Linked DNA regions of Mus musculus: region 1 is linked to region 2. Evidence: chromatin contacts called from public Hi-C data. All regions are on one chromosome and are shown on one strand. The core of a region is the stretch at or near the end of the contact, and the rest is flanking DNA. Distances in the headings are between cores, read along the strand shown. Region 1 holds the start of Brca1 (breast cancer 1, early onset). Region 2 holds the start of Cltc (clathrin, heavy polypeptide (Hc)).

Region 1 (6,303 bases), core at 1,985-4,484, about 15 Mb before region 2:
ATCCTTTCATTCGTAAATATTTATGAGAAAAAAAATGTAAAACCCACCATTATCACACCTAAGAAGCTGGTAATTCTTTAATCACTTATCTATTATTAAAGTCGGTTTGACTTTAATGAAGGACTTTGCTTACTGATGATCTGTGACTTTAGGGGAAAAGGTAGTTTAAGTTGTTTAACGCTACAAGTAAACTCACTGGCATTAAAAAAAAAAAGGTCACCTCTTAAAATATTCAGCACATTTTTAAATCTGCATCTAGAAAGGGCCAGATTCTGCTCCACACACAAGAGGCAAACAAGATTAAGTCCTAGACTTTTCCAATGTCACAGGAAGGGAGGCCATGGGGCGGGAAGACTCAGGGTTCCAGACACAGTTCCACCACAGACTAGTCATAGAGCTGTGAGAAACACTATCTCTGAGCTTCAACTGTTTAATCTATAAAAACAATACTATTTTGATGACCTTAACAGTGTTACCAAAGGAATTTAATAAAATTATGGCCTAGGAGATTGGGAATAAGGCCGAACCAGTCAATTATGTGCATAGCTGTGGGGTTCATTTCTAGCACCACAAAGTGTATAAATTCTTATCAACAGAAACAATTCTTTATTTCACTAAGATAGCTTCTAGTTTATTATTTACTAATTTTTGAAGGAGACATACTCTCACTCCGCAGCCCATGCTGGCCTGGCAATTGCTATAGATTTGCCTGCTTCTGCCTTCAGAGTGTTGTACTATGGATACAACTGTCATTTTAAGAGCCTGTAGGGCTGGAGAGATGGCTCAGCCTCCCCCCCCCCCCGACCCCCCCAAAGAACCCAGTTCAATTCCCAGCACCCGTGCAGCAGCTTCCAACTGTCTGTAATTCCAATTCCAGGGGAATCTAACACCCTCCTACAGACATACAAAAACACCAACGGTTTCAAAATAAATAATTGAAACAAAAGAACCTTGTATTCTTAATTCTGACTATTTTATATACTCAATTATTCATTTTTTCCCATCACTTGTCTTTATCTAGAATTGACTTCGATGCCAAGCTAATGCTAATCTCTAGCACCCACCCTGCTGACAACCAGCATGCATTTACCTGAAATGCAATTCTTCCTTCTTAGGAGCTGTAAAATTTAGGCAGACGCTGGCTCATCAACTCCCCAGCAACTCCCCAGCACGTTCAAGTTGGTTGGTTTGTTTGTTTTTTCTTTAAACCAGAAAAACAAAGTGACCAAAATGTAAAAATTGTGAAACACACTTTCCAACTTCAAGAAATACTCTTCCACTCTTTTCTGTCTGGAAGGAAACTATTCTTCCCCGTTCTGAAATTACACAAGTGGGAATTAGTTTCCATACTTTGGAGCAACCAGCTGTTCTGCCCATGGGAGAAAACAGGAAGTAGGCGGTTCTAGTTTAGCTGGCCAATATACAGGTCTTCATAAAGGGCTTACGTGTGAAAATTCTTTCAGCCAGAGCAATCATCTTGAACTTGTGAAAATATCAAAAGTACAGTTAACCACATCTATACCTGAAGGTTTACCTCCAGCAGTCAGGTAGCTGGGCCTAAGCCTGCACTTTCCTAAATGGCACTGTAAACTCATACCTATTGACTCACGTTCATGTGGCTAAGTCAGCTTTTCCTCACGTGATTATTTTTCAACCCCGACAAATAATTTTAATAAAGCCAATTTGGGAATCTGAACTTCATTTTCTATACCAGAAGCTGGCACAAGCAACCTGAGTTTTAAAATGTGTCATCTGAAAGGTGGGTGTTTGACATAACGGGAAAAACGATGCCTTTCTAATTTGGAAGGTCCTAGCTCAAGATATCTTCCTTCAATAGAGCCTTAAAAATAGGAAAGGGACAGAATGAGGAAGATGTATGTCCTTTCTTGTCGCAGACTTAATCCCAGTCTTCCAGTAATGGTTTCCCGGAACTCCATGTCCCCAGGACAGTGAGTGTCACCACCATCGAAGCCCTCTTTATGTTCTGGGGGGGATCGAGACCTTTTCTTAGCAGAAACTGGCCCTTCTAAGCCATGAACTGTCTCCCTCAGGCAGTATCCACCCCCCACTATCGATGACAACCCAAGCGACTCCCTCATCTGGTCACTGAAAAGACTGGCTGCCCCTGAACACGGAAAGTCACTCCTCTTTGCAAGATTTTCCCCTTGAACTTCCCCGAGCACTCTAAGAACGGCGTGCCCCTACTTCTAGGTAACAGTGGTAGCTTCCTTACCAGCTTTCCGCCCACGGGGGGCGCTTGCCAGTGGCCAGTGCAAGGACCGTTCGCGGCCAGCTCGCCTGCTATCCCTGCGGGGTGAATCTAACATGGCGGACAGAGACCGGGCCTAGTCCCATGTTTCCCGGAGTTTTCCACAAGATGATTGGCTCTTTCTATCTGCCCCTCAAAATAACCTCTCTACCGATTGGTCAGTGCTGCGTTGGCAAGGGAGGGACAGAAGCTCTCTGAACCGCATAACAATAACAAACACCCAGGCCGAGGGGCGGAACTAGCGCGCAGAAGTCAGCTGGTTGGATTTCCCTTTCCCAAGCCGATTGGCCACCCTCTGCTTTTCCCAGGTCACTGACATTGGCGGACTAGTTACCCGAGAATCGCGGGGCTGGACGGGAATTGTAGTCTTCCTGGAACCCACAGCTCCTTTTAGTCTATTTTCTGTGCACAAAACACGAACACAGAACGCTGCGATTCATAGCAGCTAAGACGCATAACTGCGAGGAGGTCTCCGCTGTACCGACTGGGTTCCTGTGGTACTCGTGCCTGCTTCCGGTGTGAGAAGCTCTTTTCCCGTAAGACTACACTTTCCAAGAGATGCTGTGGAGAAGGCCTTTCGTTCCGCAATGCATGCTGGAATTGGTAGTTCTTCTTACACAAGTCTCTTATTTACCGAAACTGGAGACTTCCATGGCAGGAAGGCTGAGGGAGGGATGAGACCTCGTTTTGCAACTGCTTTGGGCACTACCTTGCGCTCATATTCCGGCCTCAGGGAGCGATTCCCACCCTTTGTACAGAACTACTGTGACGTAATAAGCAGGCGTAGATGCGAAGGGGCTGCCTAAGAGAAACCTCGAAATTCTTTCTCTTCCGTCTCTTTCTAGTGACGACATACAGGAAAAAAAAAGACTAGGTAGCCAATCGCAAACCCAGAAACAGTTTCAGCACCCCCCCCCCCCAACTCGCTCCTCCCTTCCCTTCCGCTGACGTGTCTGGATCTTGTGTTCCGAAAGGCTAGCGCTAGGCGCCAAGCGGCCGGTTTCCTTGGCGACGGAGAGCGCGGGAATTTTAGATAGATTGTAATTGCGGCTGCGCGGCCGCTGCCCGTGCAGCCAGAGGATCCAGCACCTCTCTTGGGGCTTCTCCGTCCTCGGCGCTTGGAAGTACGGATCTTTTTTCTCGGAGAAAAGGTGAGACAGCCCTGAGGAACAGAAAGGGTACCCCGGAATACTCATATGAAAGGCAGGAAGCTGCTGGTGGAGACGGGTGTTTACTGATTAGGAAAGTACCTGGGGCGGAACCAAAGGGTCCCAGACGTTTTCAAACAGGACTCTTGGGAAGGGTGCAGTTTGTGCATTCCCGGGGGCAGCTGTGAGGAAGAGGGCAAAGGATCTACGAGGGGGAGTTCTGGCTGTAATCGTATCTTGAAGGTTGTATACGGATGCGGGCTAAAGGATGAGAGGAAAGGCGGGCAGAAGTGTGGCAGGGAAGAGGGGGGAAAAACGGAGTTTGTGGAGGGAAACTCCTGAAGAACTAGACCCGAGTACATTTCACAGAAGGTTCTAGAAGGGAAGTACATAAGGGAATGGCAATAGTAATGAATGCTGTTGGCAGAGAAGACGTGTTTAAAGAGAGCCTTAACAGGGAAACATCCAGAAGAGGTAGGGTGGAGACGCTTTAGCAGTTTTTAAGTGTTCCTTTTGGCGACTTTTAAAATAATATGTGTGCTTCTTTTTTGTTTGGTTGGTTAGCGTTTATGTTGGTGGTTTGGTTTGGTTTGGTTTTGGCTTTTGTGTAGCCTTGGCTGTCCTGGAACTAGCTCTATAGACCAGGCTGGCCTCGAATTCACAGAGATCCACCTGCCTCTGCCTCCTGAATGCTGGGTAGTTGATTAGTTTTGAGACAGAGTCTAGTCTCATTTATATTAGCTCTGGCTGGCTTGGAGCTGTGTATAATAGAACAGGCTGGTCTTAAACACTCCTCCACCTGCCCCTGTCTCTGGGGAGGAGGGGGTCAAAGATATCCACTACCATTCTCAGCTAGTTTTAGAGTTTGTGAGACAGGGCCTTCTGTAATTGGGTTGTGTAGCTCTAGGTGACCTTGAACTCTATCCTCCTGCCTGTACTTCCTGAATGCTGAAAGTACAGGTTGAAACAACCATATCTGATCTTTTGGCCTCCCCAAACTAGCCCAAAAAGACTGCTGAACTTCTGAGTCCAAGCCATCCTCCTCCTTCAACTTCTCCAGTCCCTGAAACTATAGGTATGACACCACTGGTTTTGATTCTAAGCAAGAAAAAGAACACCAGACTCTGGGGAAAGTTCATATATATATCACTTCTGTCCAGTCACTCCATTTTAGCTTTTTTTTTTTTCCTTGAAGAAAGGAAGTGACCCAAGGAAGGCTTTCATATCAAAGAGTAGAGAATTTAGATTGCTAGCTACAAAGAGCAACTGCTAAGAATTTTATTTATCTGTTGATTTATTGGTGTTTGTTTGTTTTGTTTTGAGACAGGGTTTTTCTATATAGCCCTGGCTGTTCTGGAACTCACTCTGTAGTCCAGGCTGTCCTGGAACTCAGAGATCTGCCTGCCTTTGACTCTCAGTGCTGTGATCAAGAATATGTGCCACCACTGCCTGGAGAAATTTTTATTTTTTAAAGATTCATTTTTCATTATCTTTAATTATGTGTATGTGTGTGCAGAGGTTCTGACCTGGATGTAGCGTTCCAGACATCTGACATGGGTGCTGGGAAGAGGCACATATTTTTAACCACTGAACCATCTCTCCAGACCCTGAGTTTTTTGTTTCTTAAGATTTATTTATTTATTTTATGTGAGTACATTGTTGCTGCCTTCAGATACACCAGAAGAGGGCATCTAAGCTCATTACAGATGGCTGTAAACCATCTTGGTTGCTGAGATTTGAACTCAGGACCTCAGGAAGAACAGTCAGTGCTCTTAACCGCTGAGTCATCTCTCCAGCCCCCGGGTTGGGTTTGTTTTTTGTTTTTGTTTTTGTTTTTTTTAATGTACTATATGTAAGTACACTGTAGTTGTCTTCAGACACCCCAGAAGAGGGCATCAGATCTCATTATGGATGGTTGTGAGCCATCATGTGGTTGCTGGGATTTGAACTCGGGACCTGTGGAAGAGTAGTCAGTGCTCTTAACCGCTGAACCATCTCTCCAGTCCGGTTTTGGAGTTTTTAAAAGAATTTTTTTTAAACAGTTCCATTCATTTTATATATGTGAGTACATTATCACTGTCTTCAGACATGCTAGAAAAGGGCATTGGATCCCATTACAGATGGTTGTGAGCCACCGTGTGGATGCTGGGAATTGAACCTTTGGAAGAGCAGTGAGTTTACTTAACTGCTGAGCCATCTTATTAGTCCCTTGTTTTTGTTTTTTAGTGAAGTTTTTTCATCAACTGTTGGTATAATTCTAAAGCACTCCAAATTTAAATTTTTCTTATTTAGAAATGACAAGCCTGGTGCAGTAGCTTAAACACCTGTACTCAGTAGGCTGAGGCAGGGCGATTGCTTCAAGTTGGAGGCTAATCTGGGCTGCATAATTATTTCCAGATGTGTGTGGGCTTCAGCGTGAGAACTCCTCCAAAAAGCATGGATGGGGGTGACTTACCTTCAGTAATTCCAGCACTAAGTGGGTGGAGGCAGGAGGATCAGAGGTTTAAGACTAGCCTTGAGTACATAAGGTACAAAGCCAGTGTGGGTTACATGACATCTTGTCTCAAAAAGGGAAAGAAAGTTGGCAAGGTAAGCTACTGTATTTAAAAGCCCTTTAATGTAGTTTAATTGCATGTGTTTTTAAATTTGTGTTAAAAGTTCACTGGAACTGGAAGAAATGGATTTATCTGCCGTCCAAATTCAAGAAGTACAAAATGTCCTTCATGCTATGCAGAAAATCTTAGAGTGTCCGATCTGGTAAGTCAACAGAAGAGTTTACTCAGCTGGAATTCTTCATGTGGTTACTGTTCATGCAAATGAGTAGCAGAGGCTTAAGATAGTAGAGAAAAACACTCTGTATTAAAAGGACTTTGTATTTTTCATCCC
Region 2 (6,433 bases), core at 4-2,503:
CTGAAATGACTAAGCAGATTTCTCTAAGCAAAACCGCTTACGCAAAATTATTGTACACCCAGTGGTTGTCTTATGTTCTTTAGGTTGAAAGGGGCATTGAAAGTAATTTCCTCAAGAACTTTCAGGGGGATTAAGACGAACTATGTGGAAATGAACTCTCTAAATCTTCCTTATATTGGTGCTATTGTGAGACATTACACCTTACACTTTAGCAAGAGCTCTGGGGCGGCTATTAATCGCTAATGAATGCTGCAGATAGCTTACTGCTGTAGGAAGGCAAGGTGCTCCGGTTTTGAAGGGCTTATTACATCGCCCACCCTGTAACTACAGGTAATGGTCCTACTACCATGTATGACTAACAGTCAATCCCTCAGCTCCAAGACAGCCCCTGAGGTTTCTTTCCCTAGCCATCCTTTGATCTACATCTTTTAAGCTTTTTCCTGTGGCCGAACCCTCCAGTTCTCGAAGGCCAAACTGATCTCTACACTAGGCTGATCTAAGTCCACCAAAATGTCCGCGGAAGCGCTCTCCAGGGGCCAGCAGGAGATTCTTCTCCCATGGCCTTCCCTGTCCTTTGAGATGGTTTATCTGAGGATCTCGAGGAGCCATCCGGCTCTCCTGGCGTCAGAAGGGCGTGCGTCAGGGCAAGGAAGCTTGCAGCTCAGTACGGTCCCCCTCCCTGAGGTGTCAGCAACCACCCACTGCGCGAAACCAGGCGGGGGAGGCGCGCCGCAGCCAGCCGCCCGAGGAGCTCTGCGGCGGGGCCGTTTCCCTTAGTCACCGCGGCACCCACGCCGCGGCCTTCTCCTCAGGCACTCGGTGTCCTCACGCCCAGGCCGCCACGCCGGCAGGGGGCTCAACCGCCACCTCCTCCCCAGGAGCAGCGGCCAGTATCTTGCCTCTCGCCCTCCACTCTGGCAGCCTTCAACCGACCCTTCCCTACCCGCATCACGTGCACCGGGAAGTGCGTGGGTGGGTCTTACAGCGCCTACGGAAATGACGTAGTTCGCCCCGAGTCGCATGATGTGGCAAAATGTTAAAAAAAAAAAAAAGTGGGAGGGGGGAGGGGAGAAGGGAGAAACCGGAGCCTGGGGAAAGTGATGAGTCTAGAAAAAGTAGTCCCTCGGTTCCTCTGTTTCCCCGCAGCCGCATCAGCGAAGAGCGCTCCGCGCACTGCGTCCCTGAATCCCTACGCCCGACCGCGGCGCGGCGTCTGTGGAAGGCTACATAAGGCGGACGGCGTGAGGAGACTGGGCGGAGTTCTGCCTCGGGATCCTTCCGCAGGGCTCAGCCGTTTCCGGAGTCTGCGCTGCTCCCGGTTCCGCCATTGCGGCTCTCCCGGCCCCTGGAGCCTCCGCCCCCGACCCAAGCTCTCTCGTCTGCCTGCCAGTTCCCTGCGTCCCCGGAGAGTATCCCTCTGAGCCCAGCCTCCCCTCCCCTTCCCCGTCTCCTCCTCTCCCTTGGAGAGCCCGGGCAGGCACTGCCCTGCAGCCCCAGTGACAGGAGGAGACCATACTCCCCGACAGCGCCATGGCCCAGATTCTGCCCATTCGCTTTCAGGAGCATCTCCAGGTACGTGTGAGTCGGGGCTGCTGAGGGACTTTTCGAGGGTCGTGGGAAGGAAGAAGCTAGCGGCCTGGCCCGAAAGGGATCGAGAGAAGGGGAGTGGGGGGTGTCGGTATTTGGCATAGGTGGAGGAAGGACAGTGTCTTAAAAGCTTAAAGGGTTAAATGATATGAGACTAGGATGGAAATGACGAATCGGAGTGCAAAGGGCGGCGAGGCCAGGCCTTACGTCTGACGACCTCTTATTCTGCTTCCTGGATTGCAAGAACTGCGCATACCAGACCCCCCTTCCCATTTTACTCAGTTCATTCATTTGGGTAGGGGCTAGGTGGGGGAGCTTCTCGCGCGTTTCTCCCAGAGCAAGATTTCTCGTTAACCCTGAGCGACGCGGGGCTGTCACCTTCCCTTGGTCTATTCCCATTTCTACATCGAGTCTGCACCCAGGAATTGTGTGGCGGGTGGGTTGGGGAGGAGCTGCATCCTCCCTCTGCAGCTCACCACTGAGAAAGGCACCTTGGGGTTAGGGTAGCAGTGGCTCGTGGCTTGCCTTCCCTGAATCTATAAGGAACCGAAGGTCACACTCACTGAAGGAACAGAAAGAAGATAGAGGGGCGGCAAGGGGCGGTGTCAGTCTCGGTGCCTGGGGTCAAGGTCCCAAGGGGAACGCGCATATTTTTCCTTTCTTGGTTTCTTCAGAGGGTTAGTGTAGCTCTTAGGCTCACTTTGATTCTTGCAGGTAGGGAGAGTTATTTAGAGGTTATTTATGGCCTTTTGGAATTTAGCAGGTAGTTGTGGGATTACGGCAGGAGTATGTCTCACAGGACTGCGTGGAATTCATCAGAGCCGGGTTTAAGTGCATACCTGCTCTGTGTCAGTACCTAACAAGTTGATCTGTAACTGGCTCCTTTTTAATAGTCTGGGGCGTCCCCCCTCCGCCCCCCACTGCACCTTATCCTGGAGTCAATACACCATTGTCTAACCTGGCAACCTGCCAGCAGTTGGCCTAGGCAGGTGACTGTTGGAGGGCTTCGCTGAATTACGCTTCTTCTGAACTGCTGATTTTCCTGGTTCACTTGTCCCGACTCTTTGACATCATAATTTATTCATATTAATTTACTTTCCCTCAAGTATCCCCATAAAGAAATCTGCTTTCAGCTGCATCTTCTGAAGGGCTAATTTCATGAGGGGGAGGTGCAGTGATCCAGTTCAAATATTGGTAACTTATTGAGTGCTTTATCATTGAAGGCAATCTGATTTACTTTTCTTCATTGATATACATAAAAGATGTTTGATAATAAAGAGGGTTAACTAAAATTTAGCACCAAGTAAAATAATTAAATATTTCTTTATAGACTTTACCGTGTTGCTAACATTAACGAATTATTTTACTTTAGGACTTCTTTGCCCATTAAATGACTTGAATACATTTTCTTCAGTCATCACTAGTTTTCAAATAATTCATCTGATTTTGGCAATAAGATCTCTATTTTGTAAAGGTCTGAAAAATGTCAAGTGACAATGCTGACAGAGAAGTTAATTTTTGTTCTCAATTCAAGCTTGAGTTTCCTCTGTTAAGAATATAAAGTGTTAGGAAAGCACTGTTCTGGATGTTAGTGGACAGTGGGCTCTTCAGGCTGAGTTAAGAGGGAGGCAGCCTGTGTACACTAACAACAGAAAAAAATCTAGCTTTAATTAATTGCTTGCTTTAATTAATTTGACCATGATTTGGGTTGCTGTTTTTTCTTCTCCCATCTTTGGGATTAACACTTGGCCACACTGAAGTTACCAGAAATAGCTTTCTGCAAATATGTGTATAAACCTTACACAAAAGAAGCAAAGACAACTGCTGATGACATGACCGTTGCTGGTGATTTGAGTAATAGTTTTTCATTTCTATTAAACTCAAGACCAGAATTGTTGAATGGTCTTACAGACTGGAATCCAAACTTGTCACTAATTAAAAACAGATTTAATGCAGGTGTGGCATGTGAGTAGCAATTTCTGCAAATATTTGAAACTGTTTTCCAAAATTTAAAGATTTTGAATATTTATAAAATAGCTTTACAGATACACTTGAAGATCTCGGATGCTTATTTTCTGGAGGACCTCATTACACTTTAGGCTTTGGCTGGTAGGATCCCACTCTAGTAGATAGAGTCAGGTGTGCCGAAAGGATAATGTATCTTCTGATCTCAGACTTTTATTCCCTCTCTTTTAACAAACAAACATACAGTGTAAGGATTATTCCAGTTGTCATCTTAAGTCTTTGATTGCCCAGCCTCTGCCATTCTGCTTAGAAAACAACTTTCTAAAGCATTTAGGAGAACTGGGAAGTAAGGAGTGTAGAGTTCACTTGTGAAAGTTAACAGCAAACTCTAAATTAATTTATTTTAAACTTTTTATGAGAATGTTGCAAATAAAAAATTGCTATTTATTTTCATATCCCTTTGTGCATTTGTTTAGATGAAGATCTGTCATCAAGGCTTGGAACTATATCACATAATTTTGATATTTTATGTGATGAAGGAATTTTTGTTGAGTTGCAGATTCTGAACAAATTCTAGGCTGCAGAACTCAGAAAGTTCAGTGCCAGCCAGCAAAACCCTGTCTCAAAGGACAAAACAACAAAACCCCACTGCCTGCAATTTTCAGTTCCTGGCATATTAAGCATTTTGCAATTGACACATTTTGTTGAGCATTTGGATACTTTTAATTTTCATTTACAAATCTTTCCACCCCGTTCTTCTCTCTTTGATCCATAAACACAGACATGCAATGTGTTGCTGAGTTGAATAGTAGGATTCTTAAGAAGGTTTTGGTTTCAAAGAGAAAGCAGTAATAGATGCTTAGGAAGACTAGAAGAGCATGCCACCTGGAAGTAGACTCTAATCTACCGTGGAAATAGTTTAAATGAAGACCGATTCCCTCCCCCCCCACCCCCCCCAGAATTTTCTTAAAGGTTAGTTTACTCAGCTTTAAGGAGTTTGGCCAATTTTAATGAAAATACTTGTGCCCTGTTTGGGATTATACTTTAAGGTATGCAAAACTATGGTTTTCACTTTAAAGTCTTGGGAACTTGGGTAGTGTGCTGTTGGGACAGTTGTTTCTGATAAGTGAGGGCTAGAGAGTGAGGAGGAGAGCAGTCCAACTTCTGTTGTGTGCTGTGTCCTCACTCAGCCCTTGGTCCTGTCTCACATTAACAGTGGAAGACTAAGGCTGGAGGCCGTACTCAGGGGCCATAGTCAGAATGGGGTTTGGATCGCCTCTTCTGTTTTTAAGACAGAGTCTTAACTATATCGCACTGTCTGGTCTGAAACTTACTATGTATAACAGGATGGCTTTGAACTGAGATCTGCTTGCCTCTGGCTCCAGCGTGCTGGAATTATTGCATATTCCATCACACCTGACCATAAATCATATTTTAAAGACAGTGTCTTGCTAATGTTGCCCAGAGTGGATTCAGATTCAAAATCCTCTTGCTTCTCAGCCTCTTGAGTGCCGGGGTTCTAGGCCTGCATCATCATGCCCTGCTGCAGTGATTGCCTTTAAGAGATGCTACAAGGGACCAGAGAGGTGCTCTGTGCTTAAGAGCGACTGTTAACTCTTCCTGAGCACCTGGGTTTGGTTCCCATCACATACAGACAACTCCTCATCTCCTGTAACTCCAGTTCCAGGGGCTCTTCAGTCCTCCAAGGATACCAGGCACACATGTAGCACACATAGGTATATGCAGGCAAAATTCTCATGTACATAAAATAAATAAATCTAATTAAAAAGAGAGAGAGAGAGAGAGCAAGAGGGTTGGAGAGATGGCTCACTGGTTAAGAATACTGACTGCTCTTCCAGAGGTCCTGGGTTCAGTTCTCAGCAAACACATAGTGGCTTACAATCTCTGTAATGGGATCCAATGCCCTCTGAAGACAGCTACAGTGTGCTCATAGACATAAAATAAATAATTCCTTTTTTTAAAAATAGAACAAGAAACTACACAGATTTCCTACTATTTTCTTTCCTGTTGGACTTTGGCCTAGAGAAGAGATTTTCCTCTTGTTTAAAGTATGATTAGTGATGTGATACAGTGAACAAAGGAAGTCTTGGGGCTGGCTCAGTGAGACAAGTTCTGACTATCAGAAACATGTGATGGTCATAAGTAACAGGGAAAATATAGGTGCAGTTCATGTTTTATTTAACACATTATACCCAAGATACTATTTTAGATATATTCAGTATAAAATTAGCTAGTTGAAATTCTATTCAAAATGGCCATTTTGTATTCAGACATCTTGATCTAGACCTTTTCTTCATGGGAAGTACTTGGTATGTATTTAAAGATTATATGCTTTATTGTAAGAAGACCAAATTTGCATGGCTGAATTATTTACTTACGCTTTTCTGTTTTGTTTTATCTTGGTTTAATTTCTATTTTTTGAGACAGGGTCTTAACTATGTAGCCCTAAATGCCCTGATATTCATGTAGACCAAGCTGGCCTCAAACTCAGCAGCCCACCTGTCTCTGCTTCTCTTGCATTGGGATCACATGTGTGCACCACCTTACCCAACCCTTCTGGAGTTTTCTAATAGTTGACTTGGTTACTGACTGTTGGTTATTTGACTTGGAGTAATGGAAAATGAGTCACAGTAACCATGTTTCATGGGCTCAGTGTGTGGTGCTGCATATGGCCATGTGTAGGAATAAGATAGTTGGGTTTTTTTTTTTTTTTGTTTTTTGTTTTTTTAGAAACAGTGTCTCATTGTATAGACTGTACTAATCTGGAATTTGTTAGTCTCCCTGCATCTAGAATGATTGCAGCCTGTGCCCCACTACATCCTACTGTCTTGTCCTCCCTACCCCTGGGTTTATCTGTATA

The links. A called contact is a pair of places that touch in the nucleus more often than the background predicts.
Region 1: a contact with region 2 is called in a Hi-C map of B cells, with 5 read pairs. The contact joins the promoter of Brca1 here to the promoter of Cltc in region 2. A contact is called at or near these places in 1 of 39 promoter capture datasets (cranial neural crest) and 1 of 484 Hi-C or Micro-C datasets (B cells).

Annotation. Positions count from the first base shown.
Region 1 is chr11:101,548,886-101,555,188 of GRCm38.p6, reverse strand. It overlaps Brca1 (breast cancer 1, early onset), which reads left to right and starts at 3,234. Exons shown (of 23, transcript NM_009764.3): 1 at 3,234-3,420; 2 at 6,076-6,174. The coding sequence starts at 6,095. It overlaps Nbr1 (NBR1, autophagy cargo receptor), which reads right to left and starts at 2,535. Exons shown (of 24, transcript NM_008676.3): 1 at 2,234-2,535; 2 at 1,091-1,201.
Region 2 is chr11:86,752,387-86,758,819 of GRCm38.p6, reverse strand. Cltc (clathrin, heavy polypeptide (Hc)) reads left to right here and starts at 1,253. Exons shown (of 32, transcript NM_001003908.2): 1 at 1,253-1,572. The coding sequence starts at 1,531. It overlaps Gm42085 (a long non-coding RNA gene), which reads right to left and starts at 1,107. Exons shown (of 3, transcript XR_880101.3): 1 at 944-1,107.